2 separate regions of the Triticum aestivum genome follow, and region 1 is linked to region 2. A link is a contact called in public Hi-C data. All regions are on one chromosome and are shown on one strand. The core of a region is the stretch at or near the end of the contact, and the rest is flanking DNA. Distances in the headings are between cores, read along the strand shown.

Region 1 (2,700 bases), core at 141-2,640, 170 kb before region 2:
TTTGCTGCAGGTGGAAGATCCTGGGGTTCTATCAGTGACAAGATGGGGTTTCTGTCAGTGACAAGATGCATGGTGGAGATGCTAGCGAGCAACACTGCAGTCAAAAACATGCTTTAAGCAATTATTGTGTCTCAATGTAAACTATGAAAAATTAAAGGGAACACTTGATGGAATGTACGTAGCACCCATCTCTACTAAAAAAATAAATGTTTCACCTATGTTTCGTTCATTTGCTCAATCACATGCTATTTGATTCAAGCCACACACGGTAACCACAGTGTGCGACTGGTGCTAAACCATAAAATGATAGAGATAACACAAGCATAAATGATATTACCTAATTCTGAGCAATTTTCTCAAATCAGAAATGAATGGCAGAAATATGGTAAAAACGGATCTCTACGAACATTATTTTGGTTTCTACAGAATGCATTATATATTAAATCACAGATTTAGGAAATAACCATAAATAGTAAAGCTTTGTAGCAAATTACTCTCCATCCAACCATAACTCCAGTACGCTTGCTCCCTTGCAGGCATTGACACAAGCACGTGGGGATTGAATCAATCAGGCTAGTCTGTGAACCGGTTCAGCACTTGTTGTCTGTTCAGTGTATTTCAGTGTCCAAAATTCAGCATCAGACATAACCGGTACGTGCTGCAGGTACAAATAAAATTCAGAAAGAGTACCGGGGTTTGGCTGAGCTGCTGCTTGGTACTTGCCGTCGAGTTGGGAAGACCGGAAGTGGCAGGAAAGTACGGGCATGACGGTCACACCGAATGGCTTGGCCTCCAGGCACTGGCAGTCGCCGTGCTCCTCAAAGGCAGTGTCCAGGACTCCAGGGACTCCCCACATCTTCAGATGGTATGGCCACGGTGCCGGCGTCGAGGGACATCCCGCCCGCAAGCACCACCACCCTACCTCACCGCTCCCTTCTCTCCCTCCGGCCTCCCATCTCCTTCCTCCCGTCTTCCCTTTTCTCTCCCACCGCCGAGCAGCAGCAGTACCCGAAGCCATGCCGCGCCCGCAGCCATCGTGCTCTGAGCTCTGGCTGACTTCCTTCCAGATCCGCCTCCTATGCGCCATTTTCCACCGGATCCGGCGAGAATCGGCAGGTCCTCGCCGACTGCACCACCGCAAGCCGCTGCAAGGCCGCCGCTGGTCTCGTCCGCGTCGTGGTCGACTCGCCAGCCCTTCCCGCTCGCGCGCCTCTCCTCCACGCCTCTCTATTTTCTCCTCCTTCGTCTCCGTCGCGCACCTCCCGCCTCCCTGCCGCCGCCTGATGCGCTGCCTGAGCGCAGCGTCGCCGCCCCTCCCTGTCATGGCCGCCGCCTGCACAAAAAACGAAACGTAAGGATTGCGGGTTGAATACTCCCTAATCCAAGGTCCTTTTTGTAAGATCGAAACGTTTTCCAGATCCACTTAAAAAGGGGACCGCGGGTTAAATTAAAAAAAATTGCAAAACAGGCGCGACGGTGAGCAGGTGGGCAGAAGCAATAGCTTCTTTATTATTATCAGGAAAAAAATTGTAGTCTTTTTTGAAAAAAATGTTGCGGAGCAAAAAAAAAAGGAAAAAATACAAAAAAAGTGAAAAAAAGAGATTCAGAATGTGCTCCTCCCTGTTTACGTGTAGCGTCGTGATTTTGTTAGTATTCTAGGCTCGCGTCTCTGGCACGGTCTAGCCTAGGACCAGCACAGTACCGTCGTTAAGCATTTATTCAACTTTGTACCTCTAAATTAATTATTGCCGACCCTTTTTGCTACCATATTATAAGCCTTCCCAGCTTCACATACATCTACGTCGTGCGTTTGACTCTCCCTGGTAATTGCTCTATCCAAGCTTTGAGAGTTTTGACTACAACAGTTGCCGATCACCACCTGCTGCTTGGTAAACTCGTAAGAATTTGAGATTCGCTTGATGAATTTGTGACTTTCCACAACGCCACAACCACTTCCTAGTAGTCTATAGTGTCGGCGCTCAGGGAACGGGGGTCCCCAGACTTGCTTGCCTGCGGCCCACGGCGTGGCTCCACCAGCGCCCTGGTACGGCCCGTCTTCACCAGCAAACACTCAAGACCCTCGCGAGGGGCCGAGCCTCGCGAGGCGGACGACACAATACCTCCTCAGGGGCGGCCTCACTAGGCTGGCTCGCAAGGGGCGGAGAGATCAAGGCGAGGGGCACCTCGTGAGGTTCTCGTGACGTGAGCCATGACGACCAAGGCCAGGCGGGCGCCAGCGGGCGCAGAGTACCCGTTGCCTCTTTGGTGCTAAAGGGGCAAGCGCAGGCGAGGAGTTCCGAGGCATCAGGCAAAGGTTTCCATATCGGTGCAACGAGACGAAGACCAGCAGGACGGCAGGACGGATGTCATCGCGGAGCCCACGACGGCGTCACCACCGGAGCCTTTGGCAGGCGAAGACCACCTTTTATCAGGATAACATGTACTAGCTGCCCCCTTCAAGTTGGCCATTGTGGGATCCCTTCCCGCCTAACATTTAGGGAGAGGACCCGGGCCTCTATAAATAGGACTAGCCACCACCTTAGTAGGGGACGGATCATTCAGATCATCCTCAACCACACAAGCTCATCGAGCCCAAGAACACCTCTCCTCAGGAGGCTGTTCTTCCCTTGTACTTGTTCATCCTTAGCCTATGAGGCAATCCACCACACACATTGGAGTAGGGTATTACACCACATCAGT
Region 2 (2,700 bases), core at 50-2,549:
CCACCGTGCACGTCCAGTCATAGGAAGCACCAAAGGGATCAAATTCTTCAAGACGGCGCCCTAAAGAGGGGAACGGCGTTGAAGACGACGACACCGCCCGACCTTGTAGCAGGATCTGGGCTTTCACCCGAAGGACTTGATCCGGGAGTAGAGGCTGTGAAGATTCCCGACAACGCCTCCAAGGAGGATAGCGACGCCCACAGGCGCCGTCGCCGACGGCCGGTCAGCACCGGCCAGGCTTTCACCCGGTGCAGCCACTCCCACGCAGCAGGCCGAGGTCGACCCGTACCTCCATTGGACCGCGCACCCCCCACACAACGAGCACGCCACTGCTGTGTAGGGCCACCCGCAAACCTCCTCGACGACGGGCCTGCAGAGACCAGATCGGGTCCTGCACCCCGCATCCAACCGCGGCAGAGCCACCCAGCTCCAACAAGCGGCAACGGGGCACCACCACCAGCCGGCAGTGCCCCTCCCGGGCCGCCAGCCACGGACCTCCGACCAGCAGCCGTCTCCTTCCGGCCCCCTGTACTTCAGAGCAGCAGAACGGGGCAGAGAAAACTACCCATCTTGCGCTGCCAAGGCCGGATCCGTGGCGTCCAGGCTTGCCCGCAGGGCCGCCGAGCGAAGACCACCGGCTGCCGCCCGCCAGATCTGCACCGGCGACCAACACGGCGCACCCACCGCACTCCGCGCCCAGCCGCGCCCAGCCCGCGCCTCCACCCTGCTCGCAGGCCAGCACCACCGCTGCCTTGACCTCACGCCGCCGCGACGCCTCTGCCGACGGCCCGCCTCCTCACCAGATTCGGGCGCGAGGGCCCCGGATCCTCCGCCTCGCAGGCAGCCGCCGGACCACCTCCGCGAGGGAGGCGCACGCCAACCCCGCGCGCGACCTGGGGCCGCTGCCCCAGCCTTCCAGCGCCAGCCAACGCCATCCCGAGCGCCAACGTGCCCGAGCTCCCTCCAGGAGCGGCCGGCCCGCGCCGTACCATCTCCAGCGGAAAGGAAAAAAAAGGGCCCCGCCGCCGCCGAACCGCGGGCTTTGCCCGGCGACTCCTGCCGGCGGCGGCGAGGAGCGGGGGCGCGGTGGTTGTGGCTTGCGGCGGCGGCTAGGTTTCGCTCCTGGCCGCCCGCGGGAGCGACCGAGGAGCGACCCGTCGGGGGCCGGCCTTACGTTGTGTTTTTCATTTCCTCTTTCTTGATGATGGCTTTCTCTCTCTAAACATTTATGCGGCTTAGTGTTTGGTAATGCTATTTTCTGTACTGAATAGTGTTTGTGAATATTTGCCTAGTGGAGTAAAGTATTTGCTTGTCGGTGATAAGGCTAGAAGAGAGGTAGAGCGAGGAATTTCTTTTTTCTTTGAAAGGAGAGCGAGGATATTTTTGTCTGCGAGGAGAGATGGAGCAAGGATCTAGGATTAGTGAGAACTGGGTCAGATAGGATGGGAAACTCGGTGGGATTCCGAAGCTAGCCACACGGTGAGAGGACGCTGCGCTGCGCTGCCGGAGCCGGCGCCGGGGACGAGGTAGTTTGCCATGGTGGCTCTCGCTGGTCCGGAGCCACGCCTGGTAGTTTTCCATGGTGGCTTATGTGGGTGGTGCAAAGAGGATGATCTCGTCAGAGCGGGTGCGGGAGATGTTGGAGGGCAAGCTGGGGATCCCACTAGAGTTCATCTCGGTCCACCGCCATTGCCCGGGGGACTTTCTGTTCGTGTTTGCCTCGGCGGAGCTCAGGAACAGAGTCTCGGCGTGCCCATCGGTGGAGTTACAAGGTGACAGGCTCATTTTCAGGCCATGGAATAGGCAGTCGCAGGCAGTGGCGGCGCCAGGATGTGGCCACGCCCCAGGCAGGCAGTGTACACTGACGCACTGTATCTACAGTGCTATGTACAATACATGAAGGGAGCTGCTCTCACGCCCCAGGCAGCGGCCCGGGCTACCTGGGGCCTGTCTCCACCACTGGTCGCAGGCGGTGCATTCGGTGGCTGGGTTCAAAGTTTGGCTGGAGCTGGAGGGGATCCCTCCCCATGCCTGGGATCGGTCAGTTGTGGAGGACTTGCTGGGCTCGTCGTGCAAGCTCGACGCCGTCGCTCCGGAGACCTTCTCTCGGGCTGACCTGGCTTCGTTCAAGACCACTGCTTGGACGGCGAACCCGCAGAGCATCCCTACCCTGCGCTGGCTCGCCGTGCCGGAGCCGGGGAGGAGCGACCGCCGGCGTTCCTCCAGTACAAAGTGCTCATTCACTTGGATGCAGTGATGGATCTCCGAGAGGCCGGTGAGCCGTGGTTCTTTGACGGTTCGTCATACAGTGGTCAGAGTGGCATCCCTGAGCAGGATGGAGACATGGGAGGGCCGGGCCCTAGGCCGCGCTGGGTGCCATGGCAGTTTGGGGTCCGCGACTCACGTGGTGGCAGCTGCGCCGCCGGCGGCAGTGGTGGCGGCCGTGCTCATGGCGCAGTTGTTGGCCGGGCTGGTTCCCCTGCTTCGGATTGGCGCCTCCCTCTGATGGGTGCGACGTGCGAGGCCGGACTGGGGCCCACAAGGGTGATGGCAGCAAACATGATAACGCGTAGGCAGTCGGCTTTTGACCGGCTGACTACGGCTGCGGGACCTGGGGAACGTTCGACCGAAAATTCAAACGAGACAGGCGGGAGAGGCGCTACGAGAGCAGAGCCAGCGCCGAAGGCAGTTACGCCAAAG

The links. A called contact is a pair of places that touch in the nucleus more often than the background predicts.
Region 1: a Hi-C map of leaf shows a contact between it and region 2, with 4 times the contacts expected there. The contact joins the promoter of LOC123078453 here to the promoter of LOC123078451 in region 2. A contact is called at or near these places in 2 of 5 Hi-C or Micro-C datasets (both in leaf).

Annotation. Positions count from the first base shown.
Region 1 is chr3D:284,516,219-284,518,918 of IWGSC CS RefSeq v2.1, reverse strand. It overlaps LOC123078453, which reads right to left and starts at 1,390. Exons shown (of 2, transcript XM_044500966.1): 1 at 691-1,390; 2 at 1-604. The coding sequence starts at 1,324. The coding sequence ends at 591.
Region 2 is chr3D:284,341,892-284,344,591 of IWGSC CS RefSeq v2.1, reverse strand. LOC123078451 (beta-galactosidase 2) reads right to left here and starts at 1,299. Exons shown (of 19, transcript XM_044500964.1): 1 at 1-1,299.